Linked DNA regions of Mus musculus: regions 2 and 3 are each linked to region 1. The links are chromatin contacts, called in public Hi-C maps. All regions are on one chromosome and are shown on one strand. Each heading gives the region's core, a stretch centred on a gene start, on an enhancer-like site or on the middle of the called end of the contact. The rest is flanking DNA. Distances are from core to core; before and after follow the strand shown. Region 1 has its middle 21 kb from the start of Tbc1d23. Region 2 overlaps Cmss1 (cms small ribosomal subunit 1). Region 3 overlaps Cmss1 (cms small ribosomal subunit 1).

Evidence for each region. A called contact is a pair of places that touch in the nucleus more often than the background predicts.
Region 2: a contact with region 1 is called in a Hi-C map of uterus, with 5 times the contacts expected there. The contact joins two enhancer-like sites. A contact is called at or near these places in 2 of 15 datasets of contacts at CTCF or cohesin (the NIH/3T3 cell line and large pre-B cells), 12 of 484 Hi-C or Micro-C datasets (bone marrow-derived macrophages, cerebral cortex, cortical neurons and 7 more) and 6 of 115 datasets of contacts at active chromatin or transcription factors (astrocytes, embryonic stem cells, large pre-B cells and 3 more).
Region 3: a contact with region 1 is called in a Hi-C map of the C2C12 cell line, with 3 times the contacts expected there. The contact joins two enhancer-like sites. A contact is called at or near these places in 3 of 15 datasets of contacts at CTCF or cohesin (the NIH/3T3 cell line, large pre-B cells and pro-B cells), 20 of 484 Hi-C or Micro-C datasets (the C2C12 cell line, the MNK3 cell line, adipose-derived mesenchymal stem cells and 12 more), 14 of 115 datasets of contacts at active chromatin or transcription factors (the 230-238 cell line, the NIH/3T3 cell line, cardiomyocytes and 9 more) and 1 of 9 other capture datasets (embryonic stem cells).

The regions. Positions count from the first base shown.
Region 1 is chr16:57,249,775-57,254,267 of GRCm38.p6, reverse strand. No RefSeq gene overlaps it. Among named protein-coding and RNA genes, the nearest start is that of Tbc1d23, 21 kb to the right of the region's middle. Within about 2 kb of position 2,012, at least 52 of the 459 cell types and tissues checked have an H3K27ac peak or open chromatin away from gene starts, as enhancers often do. A contact at or near this core is called in the C2C12 cell line, the NIH/3T3 cell line, embryonic fibroblasts and 4 more, where this site is marked.
Region 2 is chr16:57,482,684-57,487,176 of GRCm38.p6, reverse strand. All of the region lies in intron 1 of Cmss1 (cms small ribosomal subunit 1), which reads left to right. All of the region lies in intron 1 of Filip1l (filamin A interacting protein 1-like), which reads right to left. Among named protein-coding and RNA genes, the nearest start is that of Cmss1, 120 kb to the left of the region's middle. Within about 2 kb of position 2,571, at least 32 of the 459 cell types and tissues checked have an H3K27ac peak or open chromatin away from gene starts, as enhancers often do. A contact at or near this core is called in uterus, where this site is marked.
Region 3 is chr16:57,418,455-57,422,947 of GRCm38.p6, reverse strand. The region is part of intron 1 of Cmss1 (cms small ribosomal subunit 1); the gene reads left to right. The region is part of intron 1 of Filip1l (filamin A interacting protein 1-like); the gene reads right to left. Among named protein-coding and RNA genes, the nearest start is that of Filip1l, 67 kb to the right of the region's middle. Within about 2 kb of position 2,092, at least 105 of the 459 cell types and tissues checked have an H3K27ac peak or open chromatin away from gene starts, as enhancers often do. A contact at or near this core is called in the C2C12 cell line, the NIH/3T3 cell line, embryonic fibroblasts and 4 more, where this site is marked.

The DNA of each region.
Region 1 (4,493 bases), core at 763-3,262:
TGGTTTTTTGTTGTTTGTTTTTGTTTTTCGAGACAGGGTTTCTCTGTGTAGCCCTGGCTGTCCTGGAACTCACTCTGTAGACCAGGCCGGCCTTGAACTCAGACATCTGCCTGCCTCTGCCTCCTAAGTGCTGGGATTAAAGGCTTGCACTATCACTGCCCGGCTACTTTTTTTTTTTAAGATTTATTTATTATTATATCTAAGTACACTGTAGCTGTCTTCAGATGTACCAGAAGAGGGTGTCAGATCTCATTACAGGTGGTTGTGAGATACCATGTGGTTGCTGGGATTTGAACCCAGGACCTTCTGAAGAGCAGTCAGTGTTCTTACCTGCTGAGCCATCTCGCCAGTCCAAGGGATGGAAATTCTAAACCAGGGATGGGCAATGAGGACATTGTCACAACTGACATAAGCCAGTTACAGAAACAAGACACACACTGGATGATCCCACTAACATTAGATAGCCAAAATAGATTCATGGAGACAGAATTTGGTTATCAGGGGCTGGGTAGAGAGAAGGATGCATGACTGCTATTAATGGGCAAAGGGGAGCACACATATGCTGCTGCACATTTGTGGAGGTCAGAAGACTTGCAGGTGATTCATTCCTTAGACCATGGCTCAAGGGATGGGGCTTGGGTCATTAGGCTTGGTGGCAATCACCTTTATCTCCTGAGTCACATTGCCAGCCACCTGGATTGAATTTCTAAACATTCATTAAGGCAAAGGCAGGCACACGTATACACGGACACACCCTCCTCAGGACTGGCATGCTGTACTTGCAATTTGGATGCCGATACCAAAAGCTACTTCTGAGGGGATGCTTGTGCATATCCTAAGTACTATTACAGGCCAAGTATCAAGAAGGGAGATGCAGTGGCAAGGCCTGGGGAGGTGGCTCAGTGGGTAAAGTGCTTGCTGTGTACAATGATCCAAGTTTGTATCCCTGGCACCTACATAAAAGGCGGGTATAACAGCCTACACCTTTATCCCCAGTGCAGAGACAGGCAGAATCCCAAGGGCTGGGTGACCAGTTTAGCCAAAATGATGAGCTCCAAGTTTAGTGACAGAGAGATACTGTCTCAAAGCAGGAAGGGAGAAAGGGACCGAGGCAGGCCATTCAACAGACACAGTCATGAGGAATACATCCCTACCCACACAGGAATGTTTATATACACCACACAGACACACACATGCACAGACACACAGACCACACAACCCATCACACACGCATACATATCACAAACTATACTCAACACTTCACCTCAAACCACACATACATACACACCACACTACCCACACTCACTACCCCACACCCCACCAAACACACACACACAGAGAAGAGAGACAGACAGATAGACACAGACATACACACAGACACAAACATAAACACACCACACAACCCAGGCTCAACACCCCACACCCTACCACATGCAACACACAAAACACTTTACCGCAAGTCACACATATATACACACTGACCAACCCACACTTAACACTCTACATCCCACACCCCACCAAACACACACACAAAGACATACCATACTACCCACCCTCAACACCCCTCCCCGCACACACAGAGGCAATGACAATGAATGTAGAAGAGATTTTCAGTTGTATATCCTAACAAGTTTGGGCAGCAAACATTTTTGTTTTAAGACTTCTGTCTTGCTAGTTTCATTGGAAATAAGCAGTCTTCATATCAATGACTAGTCTCATTAATTAGGGTTTATTGGGTTCACTGAAACAGTACTGGTCTTTACGTGCTTAGAGCATCTTTTGGCCACAGACATGCCTCTCTATCACTAGATAGAGCTCTGTGAAGGATTCTCTGTAGATAACTTCTCAGCACAAGGATTGCATTCTCCTGAGAACATGCTCAAGTGTCCACATGGCTCTTAAGAAGACACTGACCTCTTTGAAACCAGAACAGAAAGGCCCAGTGAACTGGGGGTGACTCGTGGTTGCACAAATTCTTTTCAACTCTGGGTCTCAGAAAAGCTAAGTGAAAAGAGTCGTTGGAAGATTCAAAATAGAATCTGTCACATTCCGATCCTGTGAGATAATGCATGGTCTTGCAGAGGCATTAAAAAGGAAGACAGATAATCTAGGGCTCTGTTTAATGTGATTTATTAGCTTCTAAAGACTCAAAGACTATAAAAATAATTCACATCTAAGAATTTATTGATGTATGTATCTACCCCGTTGGACTCTGTTAAACTGAAAGGAACGGTTAAATCCTAGGATATGGGAGTGCCAGAGGGTGGAGGGCCTTCCTTCCAGCCAGTATGGAGCAGAGTTTGTATTTAAAGACTATTGTCTTTCAACTCCTTTTGTCTAAAAGGTAAAGTAACACAGCGTTGTCAGGAGCTTTCAGATGGCCCATAGCTTCCTACAGACTTCTTTGGTACAAACCAGTGGAAATTTCCCACAAGGATCAAGGTCATATCTTGACCTCTAGAGTTCTCAATGTGTTTTCTTCAAGGCAGCTGCCTTCTTCCAAGCCTCTTATAAATTAGCTGTGTATTTTCTGGGATCAACCACATCCTCAGAAAACTGACTGCAGCTCATCCAAGAAACCTGACCCCCGTCCCTCCCTCTCCACAGACAGCTGTGTGGAAGTTTCAGGAGCAATAACTCACACAGAGACTCCTCTGTGGCCCCAAATTTGGACATATTTTTGCACAAATATTCAATGGCTTCAGCAATTTGGCAAATATAAGAAAGGACTCCTAATTCCATGGGGTCAAATATCCTCCCCAAACTAAAACTGCAAAGTTAACTGACTCAAGGAAAGAACTTTGTGATATACCTAATGTTTTGAGGTCACTTTCATAATGGTGCCTCCTCTTCTCATCACCCATCTCCTGTGTGACCCTTTAATAAGATCATTTTCAAAGATCTAATAAGAATTGTGCCAGTAGCCCAAATTAAAGACCCTAGGGAAAACAGAAAAGTCCTGCCCTGGCTCCCTGTGCAAATGAAATGTAAGAGCAAATAGAATGTAAGGGACAACATGCATACTGAAGACAGCCACAAGACAATGGCACCTTTGGTGTAGAATGAAGACGTTTAAACAGACTGCAGATCAGCAGTTGGAGAGATGGCTCAACAGTTAAGCTGTTCTTTCAGAGGATCCTCATGGTAGCTCGCAATGTCTATACCTCCAGTCGTGGGGGTTCCAATGCCCTCTCATGGTTTCTGTGGGCACCAGGCACACACGCAATACACAGACATACATGCAAGCAAAATATTCATACACATAAAGAATTAAGAATTTACACAATAAATTATAGAGCAAAGGAGATGGGAGTACTAATTCAGCTCAATGAAAGTATTGATATTATGATTATGTTTTGTTTTTTACTTAAGAGACTAGTGTATTTTTTGGGTAAAATCACAATGTCTGGAATTTGCTTTTAAGAAGTCTAGCATAGAGCCAGTGAGATGGCTCAGTGAATTAAGACTATTGCTGACAAGACTGGTGCAATGCCTGTGTCCAACATGATAAGGAGAGATTGTTATCCTTTGACCCCCCACCTACATGCCCATTCCTGCACATAATAAATAAATAACATAATTTTTAAAATTCTGTCATAAAAAAGAAATAATGGTAAGATTACAGACGACATACAATGGGTACAGTGTTGATACCAAAAATAGGATAAATTTGTTCTTGGTGTTTTTTTGTTTTTTGGGTTTTTTTTAAATTTTTTATTAGGTATTTTCCTCATTTACATTTCCAATGCTATTCCAAAAGTCCCCCATACCCACCCCCCCACTCCCCTACCCACCCACTCCCCCTTTTTGGCCCTGGCTTTCCCCTGTACTGGGGCATATAAAGTTTGCAAGTCCAGTGGGCCTCTCTTTCCAGTGATGGCCGACTAGGCCAGGTGTTTGGATGACTTTAGACAATTAGATTTACATACAAGTTATTCCACTTGTTGGCTGCTAAATTTCCCAGCCCTGGCTTACAGAGTAAAAGTCCTCCAGGTTCTACAAATGGGAAGGAATTTGTTTGCTATTTCTAGGTCTAAAGGATACAACCAGCTTTTCTGGAAAGCATCAAGGGAAATTGGGAAACTTAAATTCAATTCACGGTTACTTACTTGTAGATGTAACTTTTATTTGCCAATGTGATTGTTGTCTCTAAGGCTTACTACTGAATTAACTTACTCTTTCTAACTCCTTCTGAACTCTGGCTGACTGGTTCAACTCAGATGATGGTAAAACTCCTCTCCATGCTGACTGATTCAAGCTGGCTTCTCTCGGCTTCTCACTAAATTGCTCTGTTTGGCCTCAACTAAGTTTGGAAATATATTCTAATCTTCTGGCCCCTTCTCATTCTCTGGCTTGGTTTGTCTTTCCCTTCATTTAGCTTGTTTTCTCTGTAACCTGTCTCTGTAAAACTGTCCAAGTAGAACCGCCTACCCCCTCCTCCACCTCTGCAGTGCTTTAAGCCACCTCTCTTTCCTGTGCTGTTCTCATGAGAG
Region 2 (4,493 bases), core at 1,322-3,821, 230 kb before region 1:
TTATTTTTTTGTTTTAAGTAGAATGGAGGTTTAGTTTAAATTCAGAAAAGTAAATAAGAAGAGAAGAGGGGGAGTAGCTAGCCATCTGGTGTCAATTTCTACTGCTCGTTTCTGGGCTGATTCGTGAAGATAGAGAACTAAGACTTAAACCCTAAAGAATCCACTCATTGGGTGGTGTGCTACCGAAGCCTTGCACAGCTCCCTCCGTGACACTCAGTCCGCAGTTAGCCAGGAAGAGCTATACCATGTTATGTGTGCCACCAAAGGGTGGGAAGGTTCCAGGGGGAGATGGCCTACAATTAGTGTGGTTAATAGTATTTCAAAAACTACTTCATCAAAGGGGGTGGGGGTTTGAATGCTGCAGGGAACGAAGAATTGAAGCAACTGTGGGTTGTGTGAGGCTTAGAGGGATGAGCCAGTTGGCCTGGTGAAAGAATTACAGAGTAGATCCTGGAGCTAGCAAGAGGCTGTGGGAAGCTGTGTGACATTGAAGGAAAGGTAGAAGGGACATGACAGACAAAAGAACGACATGGAGACAAAAGCCATGCATAGACATGTGGAGGAGTTTTGACTATATGCTTTGGCAGTGGAAGCTAGTGTGTTTGTAAGCCGGTTATGTGTGTAGCAGAAAGCATAACTTGTCAGTATTGATGTTGTGAGTAAGATCAGCCAGTTGGGACTGGAGAGAGATTGCATCAGCAGAAAGCACGAGTACTACATGAGGGCCCAGGATTGGTTCCCGCACCCACATAAGAGAAGGCCTTTAGGGCTCTGGAGAGATGGCTCAGGGAGAAAGAACACTTGCTGCTTTCAGAAGACTAGGGTTAAGTTCCCAGCACCTAAGTTATGTAGCTCACAGCAGCCTGTCGCTCCAATTCCAGGGGCTCTGATGTCTTCCTCTGGCCTCAGGCATGCGCACACACACAGACACAGACACACACACACACACACACACACACACAGACACACACACACACACGCACGCACGCACGCACGCACACTCGCACAGAGAGAGAGAGAGAGTGTGCGAGAGAGAGAGATGGATTAATATTTAAAAGGCAGGTATTTTTGTCTCACTGTAGCTCTAGCACTGTAAAAGGGGTAGAGACAAGCTTGCTACCACCAGCCTAGTTCTAGGTTCAGGGCAAGATCTTGCCTTAAAGGCCAGAGAATAAGGAAGAGAGTGGTCCCGCAGAGGACATGATATCTTCCTCTGGTCTCTGCATGTGAGTGCACAGGTACATGTACACTCATACAGAACACACACACACACACGCTACACCCATATACACACATACACAGAATAAACCAGCTTATTGTCATGTCAGGATAAGTGTTTGTTCTGTATTTTTAAGTAATAATCTGCTGAAATAGGTTATAAAGGTGACAGAAATACATGGAATATATTTGCAACTGTTAGAAAATTTCGTTGTAAAAATGTTCAAATAGTTTCTATGCTGCCTTTATAATTTTAAACACACTCTGAAGAGGAACTGAGTCATTTAATCTTTATCGAGGTCCAATTCATTTTGTTGGCTTCATCATATATTTACTAATCTTTAAATCAAAATGCAATAACCATTTAGAGATAGCAGGAGAAATAAGAGCGGCAACAAAGGCATGTTCTGACACACAAAGTGAGATTGGCCTCATGGCACATTATCACATCAGCACCCAGGGTGTGGGGGCGATTGTGTAGAGAACAATTAAAGGAAATTACTCATGTAATTCTTAAAAAGACCTACCAGCCTTGAGTCTGGGATTGTGGTCTTCTGGCCGTAAGCCCAAGCATGTTCACTATTCGGAGAATACGACGAACACCACTCCCATAGGGACAGAGGCGATAGCAGCGTGGGCCTGCCTCTGTCACACAGGCAGAAAGACATGTGCATATGCCTAGTCATTTCTTTGGTCTCTCTTCCCACCCCCACCCCCACCCCGACTCCCTCCTTCCTTCATAATTGTCTACAGTGTATATTGTATATTAGAATATATATTGTGTAATACAAGAATTACAAGGCTCCACCACGAGGCAGGTTAAGTTCATTTTCAGCATTGAATAAAAAGATACAGTAACTCAATAAAACAGGGCAGATTTATTAGGTTTTTTTTTTTTTTCTTCCAGTCAACAAGCAAAGTCAATAAAGATTTTTTTCCGTCCAACTAATCAACTTTACTCACCCGGTTTTAATTACTCCTCTCAATAACTAGTATGAGGTATAGATGTCTATAGATACCCATTTTACAGAAGGGAAAACTAAGGTTCCAAGAAATCAAGTAGCAGGACTTGAATGTGATCTAGATCTTACAACTCCTTACCCAGCCCTTTTCCACAGCTGTGCCTCAGTTAGAGAGGCTCAGGGAGAAGTCCTGGATTCGGATACTTAAGGAAGCACTGTTCCTGGACAGGTCAATGGAGGCCTCTAGGGCCGCCCCAGGTTGCACTGTGAACTGGAAGCATTCCCTCTTTCCTCCGCAGGCCTTGCAAATCTTTACAGTACTCTAGCCCTGTCCGCTCCCCTTCCCACCCACTCCATAAGCTTTCCTAACGGTCAGCTGATCCACTGCAGGAGTCAGCCGAGTCTGGGAAGGAGGAAGATGGATCACTGTCACCACGGGCTATTGTTCATGCTTCTTTCTGGATGATGTACGCGTTTCTGTTATTCCTCTCATGTTTACTCTCTATCTGAATCTATGTCAATTTATGTGCCTTTGGCTCTAAACCACAGTTTATATATTTTCATGTTGTTAATATTTTTAATTGGTGTTTTTAAAGTAAATGTACTCTGTGTTTGGCAGGCCAACAAAGTGGAATGAAGAAAGAGTCAGTCTTGAAAAGTAGCCATATAAGGTGAAAAGTCCCGTTTTGTGTGGGTGCATGTGTACAGACTGCAGGCTTTATCAGGCATGATGTTCATTAATATTTATTGTAACAGTTTACAGTGCAGCCCCTTGAGTCCCTCTGGATTGTGCATAGCCTCAATGACGTAACTGTGGAAAATGCAATAAATCTAAGGTTGAAACTGCTTCTAATGGGAAGTTTCTTTACAGTTGTAAAGTTAACTTGCCTCCTCCAGGATGAGAGGCGGTGGACAAAGCCCCTGCTGACCTTGATATTTGGGGGGCGGTGCTATTCACTGCACTGAAAAATTGCATTGTTCGTGAGACTTTTTCTTTTTGCTGTGCTATATTTAAAATTCTCTGTGTGCTCCTTGCTGATATTCACTGAAGTGACAGGCCTTTGTATGTATTAAACTATAGCTCTTCATATTCTTCTTAATGTATGCAGAATTATCATTTCCCTACTTGAATAAGCAACTGCATGAAAAAACTTATTAATTTGTTATAGAATCTAAACTTTGCAAAGAGCCTAGGTATCATCTAGTTTAATTTTGCCAGTTGCTCTGTAAACCTCTTCAGTGACTTGTAGCTGAATTATCAGCCAAAAATTATCTCATGCTCTACATTTTAGGAAGTTGTTGTTATACTATTTTGAAAGAAACTCCCAGAACCTACACATTTGGCTGTCGTGGCTCTTTTTGAAGCTACGTAGAATAAAATATTCTTTCCCTTCCCTGTTATCTGTGATGTTTAAAGTTAAAGACATTATCTTATCTTACTTCTTTACTGGGGACAGTCTGTTTTCTTATGACAGGTTATTTATATTCCTGGTTTGTGTGATTCAGATGCAGCAAGACACAAAGTACTGAGGAGGGACGAAGTGCGCCATGTCCTTGCCCTAGGGATCTTTGAGTCTCATAATGGTAGAAATCTGAGGTGGGGTAGGTAGGTCACTGCAATTAGCACTGAGGGTTGGAAGCAATGGTCCTGGAGAGAGTGTACCACAAGGCACAGTTTGGAAGGTATTGTGAATGGCCCTAGGGATCTAGATAAACACGGGAAGTGGGCAGCGTGGAGGAACGCTGAAGAAGAAGGAATGCATGACAAGGTTAGCTGTTAGCTGAGTGAGGTGGTATGGTTGGGTAGTGGCACTAAATGGGACTTGGGAGGGGAGAGACCAGGAAGTGCTAAGACTGAACGCTGAGCTGATGGGTGTGGGGATGAGGTCAGACAGGAGGGAGAGTGGAGAATAATGGGATGTCCTAATCAGAAGGATATTCATTGTTCTCTTAATTACACAATTATTTGGGCAACATGAAAGGCACTATATGAGGTCATTTAGGTTTGGAAATATTGTGAATATGATGTTTTGTTATTAGAGCCTAAATGTGTCCAGTCACTGCAGTAGCTTAGAAATTTCAGAGAAGGAAGAGGAAAAAAACCAACCAACAACCAACCAACCAACAAACAAAAAAACCACTGGTAAACATTCTTATGTTCTCATTATGATGAGGAAGAAGAAGAGGAAAAATACAAGAGATGGCCATATTATATGGAGAAATTTAAGGCTCAAGCTAATTCTATGAATTAACTAATATTCTAAAATACAGAGATTTAAATAACACAACAGAGATTAAAAGGGTAAATGCGAA
Region 3 (4,493 bases), core at 843-3,342, 170 kb before region 1:
CTTTGCTTTCACTGTAGTGCTGAAAAACATTACACACTCTATCTAACTAGGTTAATACTCTTTACTTATTAACTTGGCCTCAAAAAACTTGACCAGCTTCTTTCTCCAAGGGCTTTTGATAGTATGGGAGAGGGGGCTGTTAACGAACACAAGACTTCCCTGCTACCAGAATGTTAAAGAGCTAAAAGTTGATTTTGGAGGCTCCTACTGAAACAGCAATTTAGATTAACAATTCATGGGAAATAGAAAAATTAAACATATTTCAAATTAAATAACATGAGATTCAATCTTGCTGTAATTTGGAGTGGCAGAAGTATCTCAGGAAAGCCTTAGGTATCTGGCAGAATCTAGAAGAGTAGCTTCCCTAAGGTTGATATTCTTCAAGTCACTCTTGAGCCAAGATCTCAGTTTATTCTTGAGTAGAATATTAAACAAGACATGGTAAATTTCTTCCCAATAGCTTTCTTTGTAGTCAGCAACTTTATCTGTCCACATCCTTTTTATGTAGGACAACTAGAACCTCTCCGGACTGCATGACTGTTCCTTTTCTTCCTGCCCCTCACCAAAGTTGATGAAAAGTGCAAACCCAAGCCGGTCTCTGGTGTGAGTAATCACCTGCAGTAAAACTAAGTCAAGGCAAATCTCTGCAGCCTATGCAGCCTATTTCATGGTTCTCCTGTTTAACTTCCTCTTTCAAAAGAATCATTAATTAGTCAGCTAAGCACTCAGCCTGTACGCAATAAATGAAAGCTCTCTCTCCTGAGAACCATTTGTATCATTTCCGTACACAGCATTTCTTTTTAATGTGGTGGAGTGCACAGATGTGACCGTAGCTTACTCCGGCATAGTTTTGGTAGCACTGAGAAACATCTGCATGGTTTGCTCGCAGCCTTAGTAACTTAAGTAGTGGCTCCTTGGGACTTCTCTGTGCCTGCTCTTATCCTTTCCTTTTTTTCAAGGTGAATTCACATCCAGGTGAATAATGCACCAAATCCCACTCTTGAATGTTCATCTTGACAGCCCCTGGGCACTGTCTGGGTTAACAGTGCATACACAGGCCATTGTTTGCGCTTATGTATTGTAAATGGGCTGAATAGTATGTATTCTACCTGGGGTTGTGACATTTGTACAGTGGTGCTGGCAGCCATGTGGGAATCTGCCCATGAAGGCCCAGTTGTGGGATTGTAGGATTGGTTGTAGGATTGTTTGGCTATAGAGAGACAGACTTTGGATCAGTGCTTAGAGTGTCATCCCTTCAAGTCTGGGCTATACACTTGAAGAATTGCCTTTTTTGACCTAGGGAAGGAAGACATAAGAGTTTTAAAAAGAAAGCCGCAGTGTTCATAACCACTTCATTCATTCTGCTGTGGCTTTTGCAGAAAGCACATCTCCACTGCCAATCCCAAGCGTCCCAGTTACAGAGCAGACTCTGTATGACCTGCTCTGCTTTCCTTAGACAGTGGGATTTGATCACACAAGGCTGGTTGCCAACGTTTTCTTTGAGCTCAGATGTGGCTTAAATGCAAGAAGTCACTTCCTGACACCTTTCCCCTCTGACCACCCCACCCTAAAAATCACCATTTTGAGACAAATTCTGGGATCTACAAAATGTACTGCCTGTGTTCCGAGTTAATTTGGAGAGTGGCTTTTTATGGCTGGTTTACAATCCTTAGAAAAGCCCGACTGTGATGGAAACACTGTGACATCCTAAGCTGTGACAAACGATCTGTTCTTGAAGATAGATGTAGCTTTGTGTCTGGGAACCTAAATATTTACTTTCCCCGATGATTTAATGTATCTTTGTTCCTTTCCACACTAAGCTTTTCTTTCGGGCATCCCTGCATCTCTAGGCTCCTCTTTTTTTTTTTTTTTTTTTTTTTTTTTTTTTTGTAGCCCTGTTATATCAGTGTTTTGTGATGTTACAAAAAAGCAAAGTGTGAGGTCAAATTTTCCATTACATACCTCAGCAGGAATGCCAGGGAGTTTAGCCAAACTAGGGCTACAAAAAAAATAAAAATTACAGGAAAGATGATTCATTAGTCAACAATTGCCTTCCCAAGAAAATACAATTAGTTATATGTAGTTGGTTTGGGGAAGGAGGGGTGAGTTCACACAGGCTGGTGGGGGAAGGGAGTGGGGACAGTATCTTAGGACTCTACTACGTGGTTTCAAACTTCATGATGTTTTCAAGTCTAACATCAGAGAAAAGAAAGCTGTCTGTGCTTTGATTCCTCAGTATCTTTTTTTTTTTCCTTCTGTTCACCACATGTTGTCCCTGATTGCAAATTGGATCTTTTGCTATAGAGGCCCAGCGTGTAGCTCAGTCTGGACAAGAAGGAGCTACAGCACCCTCTTTCCTGTCTTTCCTCTGATTCAGGACTCTTCTTCCAGTTCACAGTAGGTCTTCTTGCAGTTCACAGTAGGTCTCCTTTCTCTTCCCCTTTGATTGCTTTGACTATAAGATCAAAATCTCTGACCTTTTAAAAAAATATTTTAAGATTTATAGAAACCCTAGAACTTTGTCTTTAGATATAATTATAACTACATATTCAAGATCCAAAATTATGACAGTGGGGGCGGGAGGTGGGATGGGATTAGCATCAAAGTTAGGAAGACCCCCGACTCCTAACAGTCATCTTATGAAGAAAATTTTATAATTATAGCACTCAGTGCTATAAATGCTTACTCACGGTGAGTCTTCTTTGAAAAACAAACAAACAAACAAAAAAACAAACAAACAAAAAACTAGTGAGTAAACCAGCCAGTAACAATAGCCAGCAATAGATAAGGTGACTCTGTTGTCTGGCGCTCCATTAGCCAGCCAGCAAGCACCATGATCGTAATGAAATATTAGCCAACATCTCCCGATGCTGCCAGATCCCTGTTCACCACTGGCACCAACTGAAAATGTTAAGGCACCCTATTTTATTTTAAGTTTTTGGAAATTGATAATCTGTGTTTGGTTTAGACACTGTTTGCCGGATTACATAATCATGCATTCCTAACCCCTCTGGATGATACTAAATTCACTGAAGAATTTGTTTTCCTTTTATGGAGAAAATGAGGAAAATATCAAAAGGAGTTTTTTTTTTTTTCCTTTTGCCAAATAGTTGATAACCCAGTTGCTATATTATCGTTTCATCCACACAAAGGGATTGAAACAGGAGGATTAAACCTTTTAAAGTGACTTTACACTTGATTGTTTCCTGCGGACAGTTCAAGGAAAGAAATGGACTGAAGATGAGAAACCAAGCCAGAGTCCCCAGGTCTTGAGAACTGGGACAAATGTAACAAGCCTCCACTCACCACAGAAAAATGCGAAGCCTTGTACGTCAGTAGCGAGACCTGACAGAGCAGAACAGGGAGGACAAGGAGCAGCAGACCCTGTGCTGGCTGTGTGTGCCCTGTGTGCTTGTCGCCACAGCCTGGCCTGAGGATCAGTGACAGACCACCCAGTGGAGGATGTCCAGTCGCAGTGATGAAAGTGAGGTCCTGGATGGAAAATAAGTGCTGGCCAGTCCTCACAGCCAAAAGAAACCTTGCTTCAAGCATCTTTAACAGTCTATTCTTTCCTCTCTCCTCCCTTATCTATACCCCCCCACACACACACAGGGGGGGGAGGGCGGGGGGGGGGGGGGGACTAGTACACTGTTTTTTTCCATTGCAAAAGATTTGTTTTGTCTTTCCAAAATCCGTCTACTTGTGTTCCTTCCAGTTAGATTACATAAAGATTTTTATTATAAGAGTTTTATGGCAAACACTCCAGCTCCAGGAATTCCATTGGACCAGGTACTACCAAGTAGCCCCAAGATGCCAATTAATGAGATAGAAGTATTGAAGGCAAAGACAGCCAGCCAATCTGACTCTAGTAAAAAGGCAAAGGACTAGGTTCCTCTTCTATGCGTACTGACATTAACTCCCGGGTTATATAGGAAAGGATTGAAGTGGAGGGTCAGAAGCATGCATAGAGAAATGGCCTTAAGTCAGACTGAGGTCTGATCGATCATTAGTTCAGGATAATCAGAGAGCCTTGTCAAAACCGCTGATGCACTTATCAGATCTGTGGCTCCCTGGAATCCAAAACAGTCACAAGAGAATGATACAAATCACTGATACCAACTGCAGGAAAGTGCTTTTGCTAGTCGCTGGGCATCTGCAGGCCCATGTGAGAGTTGATGCATTTTAGCAAAAGCATCCTCCAAGCCCTAGCTGCAGATAACCTGCTTTATTCCTGACTCTCATTTCGCTCAGGCTTTTGCTACTCAGAAAACTCTAAGGCATCGCTCCTTAACTTTCCTCGTGCTGTGACCCTTAAGTACAGTTCCTCATGTTGCAGTAAACCACCCCCCCCCAATTATTTTTCTTGCTACTTCATAACTGTAATTTTGCTACAGGTACAAATCCATTTTACAGGTGTAAATATCTGTGTTTCCCGACGGCCTTAGGGGACCTCTCTGAAGGGATCAAGGCCCACAGGTTGAGAACTGCTGCTC